Regions from separate parts of the Arachis hypogaea genome. Here all the other regions are linked to region 2. The links are chromatin contacts, called in public Hi-C maps. All regions are on one chromosome and are shown on one strand. The core of a region is the stretch at or near the end of the contact, and the rest is flanking DNA. Distances in the headings are between cores, read along the strand shown.

What was found. A called contact is a pair of places that touch in the nucleus more often than the background predicts.
Region 1: a contact with region 2 is called in a Hi-C map of an unstated tissue, with 5 times the contacts expected there. The contact joins two enhancer-like sites. A contact is called at or near these places in 4 of 8 Hi-C or Micro-C datasets (leaf and an unstated tissue).
Region 3: a Hi-C map of leaf shows a contact between it and region 2, with 3 times the contacts expected there. The contact joins the promoter of LOC112795914 here to the enhancer-like site in region 2. A contact is called at or near these places in 2 of 8 Hi-C or Micro-C datasets (both in leaf).

What each region holds. Positions count from the first base shown.
Region 1 is chr4:4,812,297-4,815,454 of arahy.Tifrunner.gnm2.J5K5, reverse strand. No RefSeq gene overlaps it. Among protein-coding and RNA genes, the nearest start is that of LOC112795913, 12 kb to the left of the region's middle. Within about 2 kb of position 1,799, at least 3 of the 3 cell types and tissues checked have open chromatin away from gene starts, as enhancers often do.
Region 2 is chr4:4,745,638-4,749,067 of arahy.Tifrunner.gnm2.J5K5, reverse strand. LOC140184381 (a long non-coding RNA gene) reads left to right here. Exons shown (of 3, transcript XR_011880875.1): 2 at 3,097-3,373. Among protein-coding and RNA genes, the nearest start is that of LOC140184381, 4.3 kb to the left of the region's middle. Within about 2 kb of position 1,572, at least 2 of the 3 cell types and tissues checked have open chromatin away from gene starts, as enhancers often do.
Region 3 is chr4:4,841,116-4,844,089 of arahy.Tifrunner.gnm2.J5K5, reverse strand. It overlaps LOC112795914 (MYB-like transcription factor ETC1), which reads left to right and starts at 1,444. Exons shown (of 3, transcript XM_025838124.3): 1 at 1,444-1,622; 2 at 1,816-1,906; 3 at 2,396-2,638. The coding sequence starts at 1,556. The coding sequence ends at 2,504.

The sequences.
Region 1 (3,158 bases), core at 550-3,049, 66 kb before region 2:
ATGAAATATCCAGTAAAATAGGTCTTTCATAATGAAATATAGCTATAAAGTAACAGTATTTAAGTATGCATATTAGCTGGGTAGCTGACCCTCGTAGTCCGTTCTTTCAAAAAGCAAAATAAGAGCATAATTTTTTCGCTATTTATTGAAAATAAAGGATTTTCCCTGCTTAATAGGTAAGCATTTGCTACCAATGAAAAAATTTGTCTCATCTTAAATTGTAAATTGAGGTGATTGAATTTCTACCAACCAAAAAATCATAAATTTGATACACAATAGAAGAATATATATATATATATATATATATATATATATATATATATATATATATATATATATATATATATATATATATCATTTTTTTTATTATGACTACATATGAAAAATTTGTTCCTCTGGTTGCATATCTTTGAAATACCAATCACACAAAGTGTTAGTGCTAATACTCCAAAGATAAGAAGAAGAACCAATAACATGACCAAGACTTTTGCATATGACTACTTGGGCATGGCACCAAGCCAGTGACATTATGACACAAGTCTTCCTTATTTTTCAATGATTCAAGTAAAGCATGAAGAAATGTTCTGTTATTTGGAAGAGGTCCATCTAACCGGTTATATAATATTTTGACAAAAGTTAAACTTGACCTGCTAATAAAATTAGATGAAATTGTGACATAAAAATTGTTGCGAGAGAGATTCAACGACTGCAACTGCTTCAATTCTCCAAGTACTCTTGGTATTGTTCCATTCAACAAATTTTCACTAAGATCAAGAGAATAGAGAGCTCCAAATGACTTGAATTCAGAGGAGATGCTTCCTTCTAGTTTGTTGTTGCTCAAGTTCAATTCCAACAAGTTAGGTAACTGAACAACTTCACCAATGTTCAAATCAAGAATTATCAAAACCAAATCAATCAATTAATAGAATCAGAGCATATCAGAATCAATATTCAAGATCATCAACAATCCTAAAAGTTTAAAACAACAGTTACAGTTGAAAAAAACTTCTAAAGAGAGTAGAGGTTATAGTATCGTTGTGAAAAATTCAACTTGATCGGACTTAGTCAAGGGAGAAGATGAATGTACTTACCTGCTCAATCAATTAAGGAACGGACTAGATCCTTCGAGACCGAGCATAGAGCGGGACAAGGAGCACGACGATGGGGTTGACGCAGTGGAACAAAGGCTGTGCGGCGGGACAGTGGCTGTGCGATGGAGGAACGAGGTGAGACCAGTTGCAGCGGCAAAGTTTGAGAGGAACGAGGAGGAGTGTCGCGTGAGTGAGAGAGTGGCAGAGTGCTTCGTTTGGATTTTGGAAAAGAGGTTCACGTTCGCAGAGTTATGGTTTCCCACAATGAACGAAACGGCACCATTTGGTGAAGATTTTTGAAAACCGGCTGGATTCTGATTTGGTTCAACCGATCGATTCTCGTCCGATTTAATGGTTCAATAGCAATTTTTGAATTTAGCGGTTATGGTTTCTAACCGAACGGTCTTGTTCATCAGTTCACGGTTCGACCGATTTGATTAGCCAGTTCGAACCGATTTTCAGAACCTTAAAAATAACGGACAATTTGTTAGATTTTTTTTTTAGTATTCTTCAATCCGACAGATTAAAAATTAATTTATCGTACAGACTATTTAAAAATTTGTCTGCTAAACCAGCCTAATTTGATTTGTTCCTCCTATATTTCTCTTTTGGTATTAAATATTTAGTCTACCATATTCTGACCTACATTTAAAGGCCCAAACACTAGGCTTTATATATTTGTTAAAACGAAATGGGCTTCAAACGAAGAAGTTGGGTCTTTTACTTGTGGTCTGCCCTATTTCTCAATGCCAACCTATTGCGAGCTAGTAATCTACCATGGTAGCATACATTGGGCCATCGTTACACAGGAAGCGAGGCATCATCATCATCATCATCATCATCATCATCATCATCATCATCATCATCATCATCATCATCATCACTGAATCCGTGTGACTTCATTTACATGGTTGGACTAACTTGTATCCGAGCCATTATAACCTATATCTGACCTAACTTAAAAAAAGTTAAATAATTTTTTTAGGGGTATACTTAGATTGGCCAAAAATTTGATTCGATCTGCACAATTTTCATCGGATCGGATTGGATATGGTATCCACATCTTTTAATGGCAGATCTGTTCCGATCCGATTTGCAAATGTACGGATCAGATCGGATATTTGATATTGAATATATTCGCATAATTAAACCTTCTCTTTTTAATCATATTTTTATGTAAAAAATTCAAAAAAATATTTCTTTCACACTTTTAAACTTATTTATTTCTAAAATAATTTTTAATCAAATTTTTTCTAAATAACAAAAATAAAATAATACAATATATGAACAATAATTATTGACTAAAACATACAAACAAGTAAATATAATACTAAACATACATATATCTATTTATTTTTAACTATTATTGTGCGGATCTGCGAATCCGCGAATTGGATACACGGATGTAGAGTAGATATCCACAATCCGATCCTTAAAGGATGCGGATCAGATCCTATCCGATCCGATCAATATGCGGATCTGATCGTATCCGCAATTTTTAAATCGGATACAGATGTTTTCTGCGAATCTGCGGATACGATCTAATTCATGAACACCCCTAAATTTTTCTACTACTTTAATTATTATCACTAAAGTAGTAACTATCGCAATTCTCAAACATAGGATAACTAACTTCTTACTTTATTAAAAAAATAATCATTTATTATATTAAATTTTTTTTTTCCAAAAATGACTAAGTTTCATTTATCCTTCTATAAATACTCATGTACTCAAATATCTTTTTTAATCTAATTTCATTTAAAATTTATTTAAACTCTTCTTAACTTATAGATATTAAATTTTTTTTACAACGAATAAATCGAAACCACCTCAATCTTAAACATTTAAATTTTACATTCAAACTCAAAATCTAACAATTTTAAATAATACATTAAAATGCTTTTCTATTTTCATTAACTATTTTGAAATAATGGATTAATATGGAAGAAGAATCACTTTCACGACGTACATAAAAAGTAGGTGGTTTTGTCTTTAGCAAAGATAATTTCATTTTAAATATTAAAGAACGTAAATAACCTTATAAAGTTATAATTGGCATTTGGTTTA
Region 2 (3,430 bases), core at 323-2,822:
TTGCATGAAGAAATACTATATTTTTGTCTCTCCATTTAATCCACTTCAATCTAGCTCTTTGCCCCCAAAAATTTTCTTTTTGCTTCCACAATATTTTAATCTTGGCCTATGCTACATTAATTTGTTCCTGTTGCTCTCCGATAATCCAGATGCTTGGAGTTTCTGAATTTTGTCGCTTAGTTTTTCTATCTCTATTGGTTCTTTATTCCATCCTCTTTTAGTGATGTTCACACATTTCTCATGATCCTCCCAAAAAGCCTCGTTTTTTAACTCTTTAGCACACTTGTTTTTTTTTGTTCCGAAACCAAAACTATTGGGCAATGATCTGAGCTAATTGCTGGTCTGGATGTTAAGGTTGCATTTTGATATATTTCCGACATTCCCAGTTAGTTAAAGCTTTGTCTAATTTTTTTAGTTATGAATCCATTTCTAGGGTTACTGACCCACGTAAATCTCCCCCCTTTTAAATACAAATCCATCAACTTATTGCAATTCACAAATTGTCTGAATTCTTCCATTTGGTTTTCTGGTTTAGGATGGACCCCCCACTTCTCATCTTGATAAAGGATATCATTAAAATCACCAATGAAAATTTGTGGAATCAGGTTGTTGTCTTTATTTGTTGTAAGCTCTGCCCAAAGTTTCTTCCTCTATTAATATTTAGGTTGGCCATAAATAAAATTTCCTATCTATTTATTATTTTTTTATCTTCAACGTTAGCTTTAATAATGTTATCGTTCTACATATAAACATTAATTTTCAGATTAGTATTCCACAAAAGACATAGACCGCCGGACTGTCTCCGGAATTCTATATGAAAAGATCCATCAAAACAAAACTTCCTCTTAATTTTTTCTATATATTCACGCTTAGCTCTAGTTTCTATTAGAAAGACTATGGCGGGCTTGAATTGTTTACATAGATTATGGAGCTTTGAAACTATTGCTAGGGCCGCCATCCCACGACAGATCCAATTTAGACAACTTATGGTTGCGGGTGGGACATGATATGGCCTGCCTACTCAGCCTTAAATTGTCTGTTGTCAGCCCCAATCATGTACCTTATCCCAATTCTCTCCACTGCCATGCTTGGATTTTCCAATATTTTGCTCCTTTTCATTGCTTGGTTATAGAATTCAATATCCACCATTGCTAACATATTAACCTCATCACTACTATTCTCATCCCCTCCCTCTTTCTTTTCAATCTCATAATGTGGTTTATCTGTTGAATAAGTTCAATTTCTTGATATGCAGGTACTCTACTCTCAGCCTGCTTTTCCTTTTCAATTTCTTCGTCATTGGGAATTTTCATAAAATACAGTTCTCCCAAATTAGTCATCTGCATGAACCTTTCTCTTACACTATACTTCAATCTTAGACTTTTTCAATGGCTATTGTTCCTTTTTCTTGACTGTGCTCCTTCCATCCTTCCAGTAAAGCTTTTTTGCTAGCCTTCTTTTTGTCCAATCCTTGATTAAGAAGTCTTTGTTTGTATTTCGCACCCTTTGGCTTGCTACTTGAAGCCTTCTCTATGGTCATTCTTTTGGGTTCTTGTGTAAAAGTGGGCCTACTTTTCTCACTATTGACTTCTTCATCCTCCAACCTTGGGCCTTTGTGGCCTTAGCCCATTTTGATATTGGCTTCTAGGTTTATAACCTTCAGATTCATGCCCCTTACTATCCTATCCACCTCTAGATCCTTCTCTTCAGAATTAGCAGCTTCTAGATTCTTATTTTCTGGGATTTTGTCACCTTTCTCCCTTGATCCTTCTGCCATTTCTATAGCTACTTCTCTCACTGTTGCATGTTTTCTTCCTTTTACCTGCTGGTACAACCCTATGTGAGTACCTACTCTACTTCCTATTAGGTCCGTTTGCTCCCCCAACTCGCTGCTCATGGATTGGTTTTCACGCGCCACTTTTTTCTCTGCCATATTCATCATCATCTCTTCCCCCACTAAAACTAATTGGTTTTGCTTGAATAACACCCATGCCTGGCAAGTGTTTGGGCGCCTTTAGGTTCCATATGGCCATTGCCCTTTCCTCTTTGCACTCCTTCCTTCTATGGCTAATTCTCCCACAGTTGAGATAATAGCATTCTAATAATCTCTCATACTTGAAATGGATCCAAACCTGTGGCAATTCTTCTCTATCAAGCCAAAATCTAGTAGGCAATAGTTTGATTACATTAACTGCCACTGTCATCCTCAAAAAGGATCTAACTATGACATTATTCACTTTTGCATCTTCCACCTCAATAAGATTCTCCATTTCATTTCTAATCAATTTAGCTACATCTCTATTTAGATGCTCCAAAGAAACTCCATGAGCTTGAACCCAAAACTCCATATGATCATGTTTCACTTCATGAATGGTTTTTGAATTACTCCACAGCTTTAGGTTCAAAAGGAAACCTTTAATGCACCATGGTCCACCTCTGAGCACTTGCAATCCTCTTCTTTTGTCTTTAAAGCTGAACAGCATTCTATTTATGTCTACTTCATCAACAGCTACTCCTTCCGGGTTATCCCACATTCCCATTATGACTTGTTTGCATGTCTTGAAGTTCATTTCCTTCTCTGTCATTATCTTCCCTACTAGAATGAGACAGTTCTTCCTATATTCCTTCTTTTTCTTGCTACTAATAGTTAAAACACATCATTCGATTGAATTTGAATTGATATGATATGCATGGTTTTTTTCCCTCCTTCTCCATGTTCAAGTGCTTTCTCAACTGGAACTTAGTTTTACTTATTTTATAATGTTGGTTGTAGTTGTAGGTTGTGATGGTGTGGATGGTATGTATACAAAATTTAGCTGAATGTAGGTGGTAAATCTCAGAGAAGAGATAACTTCCCTGAGTTTCAAAGAACCAAATTTTCTATCAACTCTCCTAGCGAGAGATTTTGATCTCCATATTGAGAGTCATTTATTCTGCTTTTTTGAATTGTATGTTGATTGTTTTTTTTTTTTTGGACATTGGCCATTAAGGCCCAAGCTACCCAAACCAAATCTCAGCCCAACCTAATTTCCTAATTCATTCAATTTTGAATCTTTCTATCCTTTCCTTGCTTTGTGCTCTAATTTACCATCGCAGGTATACTCTTTCCTTCAAACAATTAGAATGTTGAAGCCATTGGAATGTTGTTGTTCTCTCCCGCAACCATATTGATATGAATTGTGACTGGTACTTTTGCTTGGGTCTCCTCTGCTGCCTGCACTCCGAATGAAGCTTCGACGCCGAGGGTTCACAAACATGGAAGCTTCCTCTTCCTCTCTGAATTTGCAATTTTGATGATACAGTGCTTTCCGGTTTGCAGCCTATTTGCTCCGATACTCATTTCCTGTACCAAGTCCGCTCCCTTTAAAATAAGGTTTGTTATATTAATTTGATTGCATGTCTTGTTTCATTACAAATTGTTGTTGTCACT
Region 3 (2,974 bases), core at 195-2,694, 95 kb before region 2:
GTGATACACAGAATATAAAATAGAATAATTAATAAAGTTTAATTTATTTTTATTTTTTTTCACACAAAATTTTAAAAAATATAATTATAAAAATTTAATAATGATAATAAAAAAAATAAATTGTGTCTTTACCTAATAATTCAATATCTATTTTGTTATGAAGAACATATAAAATATACTAATTTAATATTTTAAAATATAATATTTTTATTCATATCTTATCTATTAAACATGATTTTATATTTTTATATTTATATTTCAGTGTTCTATTCTAATAAACAAACACAAGCTAATATATTGTTTGATAGGGATTATTTGAGTGAAGTCTTTGTAAGGGAGCGGGAAGGAGATTTTCACAAGGTCACAATCCTTAAATTGATCAGTAAAATTACTTGTAATCTTGTAAGAGATTTCGATATTTAAATTAATGATAGTCTAAAAAAAATAAAAATTAAGATTAAATAATATATTTCAAATATGTGTTAAGTCTTTTATTTATAATGTTTGAAAGTGAATTTGTTGAATAATACTCATAAGGAATTTTATGCAAATACGATCCGAATTGTATTTTACGCGTTTCATAAGGCACTAGATTTTAAAATAGAAGATTAATGACTATATATGTTAGAAAGATTGGCTTGAACAAACATAATATTTGATGTTGTTGCTATCAAAATTAATGATGATTTATTGATTTTGGTTAGAAGTTATAAAAGAGATGAGTAAAATATATTTCGAATTAAAGTTGAAGCTTAACAAGTGTGGGTGAATGAAAAGAAAATGAACAAAGAAAATATTTTAAAATAATTATAAAAAATTAACTCCTTATATTTTCTCTTTATTAGTATGGTTGAATTTTCTATTAATATGAATATGTAAAAATAAATTATTAAAATAGTATTCAAAAATTCATAATGCTGATAAAAATAATTCTAAAAGATGTTAATGACAAATAAGTATCTAAAAATTTAAAAAATACGATAAAAAAAATTAAATATTAAATATATATTCTAAAAAAATTTTAAAAATCATATTTTAACACATTTTTTTACAAATGTCATTAGAAAAATGAGATATTATCATCCTCAAAATTTAATACTTTTATATTAAATAATTTTTTAAAAAATTATTGTGAATGATCAATTTTTTTGGAAAAAAAAAAGAAAAATCTAGAGATAAGTTTTTGCTTTGAATTTTTTTGTGTGCATCTTTTAAATATTTATTCAAATATTGTCACAAAAATTCGAATCAAATAGATAAATTATTTGTTAAATACAAAAAAATTTTAATTACTTATAAAAAATACAACATTTATTGATTATTTTTGTGACATCTCAAATTATTCATAGACTATTTTGTCTTTAAGAATATTTTTGTCAGTTCTAAATCCTCCCGAGTATCAAATTGGTAGTACCTAATCATCAGAATCTTCATTTCTATAAATAGTAGCTTATCCGGCTCCTATCTAGCAACCAACACCATTTATTATATTTTATAGTCCTTTCCACAATAATCTTCTAAGCTGAAGAGAAAAAAGAAAAAAAAAAAAAAGAAGATGAGTGACTCCAATCATCATAGTACCACTGAAGCAAATACTGCTAGCTCTGACCAATTTGTGAAAGGTTATTATATATTGAACTACTTCAACATCATCATTTTCAAGTGTTATTGTGTTTATTATTCCATCTTTCACTTAGCTTCTTCTGTCTTGTTTTTTCCTGTACATATATATATATGGTTATGGATAACAGGATCTCTCTTTATTACATATTATATATCTCTGTTTTATATGTATGAATGTTTAAATCATGTCAGAGATGAGACAAGAGGAGGAGCCTACTATGTTGGAATTCTCCGAAGATGAGGAAGATCTTGTTGCCAGGATGTTTAGATTAGTTGGGAAGAGGTTTGTCTGATCTTCATCAAATTTGTGTTTAGAGAGAAAAACATAGTCAAACAGAAAATTGAAACGTTCAAGAAGACTGAACATATTTTCTGTGATTTTAATGTTAAACCAAACATTTCCTAAATAAAAGTTAAATTCTTCAAAAAAAAAAAAAAAGGAAAAAAGAGAGAGCATATATTTATGCTAAACAAATCTTAGCTTAAGTAGCGTTACCTCCTTTAATCTATATATCTTGAGGAATGGAAATCTTTTTAGTTTTTTCAGTCAAGATTTTAATTACACATTGTTTCATCTCTTCTTCTTTTTTTTTTCGATCTCTCTTCTTAGCTTTCTCTTAAATTCCTCAGAATATTAGTTTTAAGAAAAAAGTTTACTTAAGCACTGTCCCATATAAGATTATTATTTAAGCTTTCTAAAGCATGTGATATATACAATAATTTTGTTTTTAGAACTTTTATTTTCTTTCATTGTTTATTTTGGCTGTGGCAGGTGGTCTCTTATCGCTGGGAGAATCCCTGGAAGAACAGCACAAGAGATTGAAAAGTATTGGAGTTCAAAGTGCGCATTTCCCAGTGACCAATGCTCTTCCTCTGCATAATACCACCCATTAATATCTTCCTTCAACAAACCCCAATCATATGGCCTTCTTGTGCTTTTGTTTTGGTCTGATTCACTGCTGTAATAAATTCAACTGCTTACTGAATTTTTCTGAGGAAATTCTTATTTACCAAATGGTCTAAATTTCTATTATTATTATTATTATTAAATGGTCTAACTTTCTAAAATTTTGCACATTATTTTACCTCATATATAAAAGATGAAAATAAAAACGTCTAAATATATATATAGTTAAAGAGTAAAAGTAGAATACAAAATTTTATGAATAGTTCTTTTCTGTAACTGATCCGGCGTTATAAATCCGACGTAATAACTCCATATTATGAGTCATAATTCAGCAAACTTATGTTATAGCTCGACGTTACAGAAGCTCAACAGACTACGTCTTACGGGTTCTACGGTCAAATTGTCCATATCATCATCTGTTACACCCTTATTACTGTTCTTCGA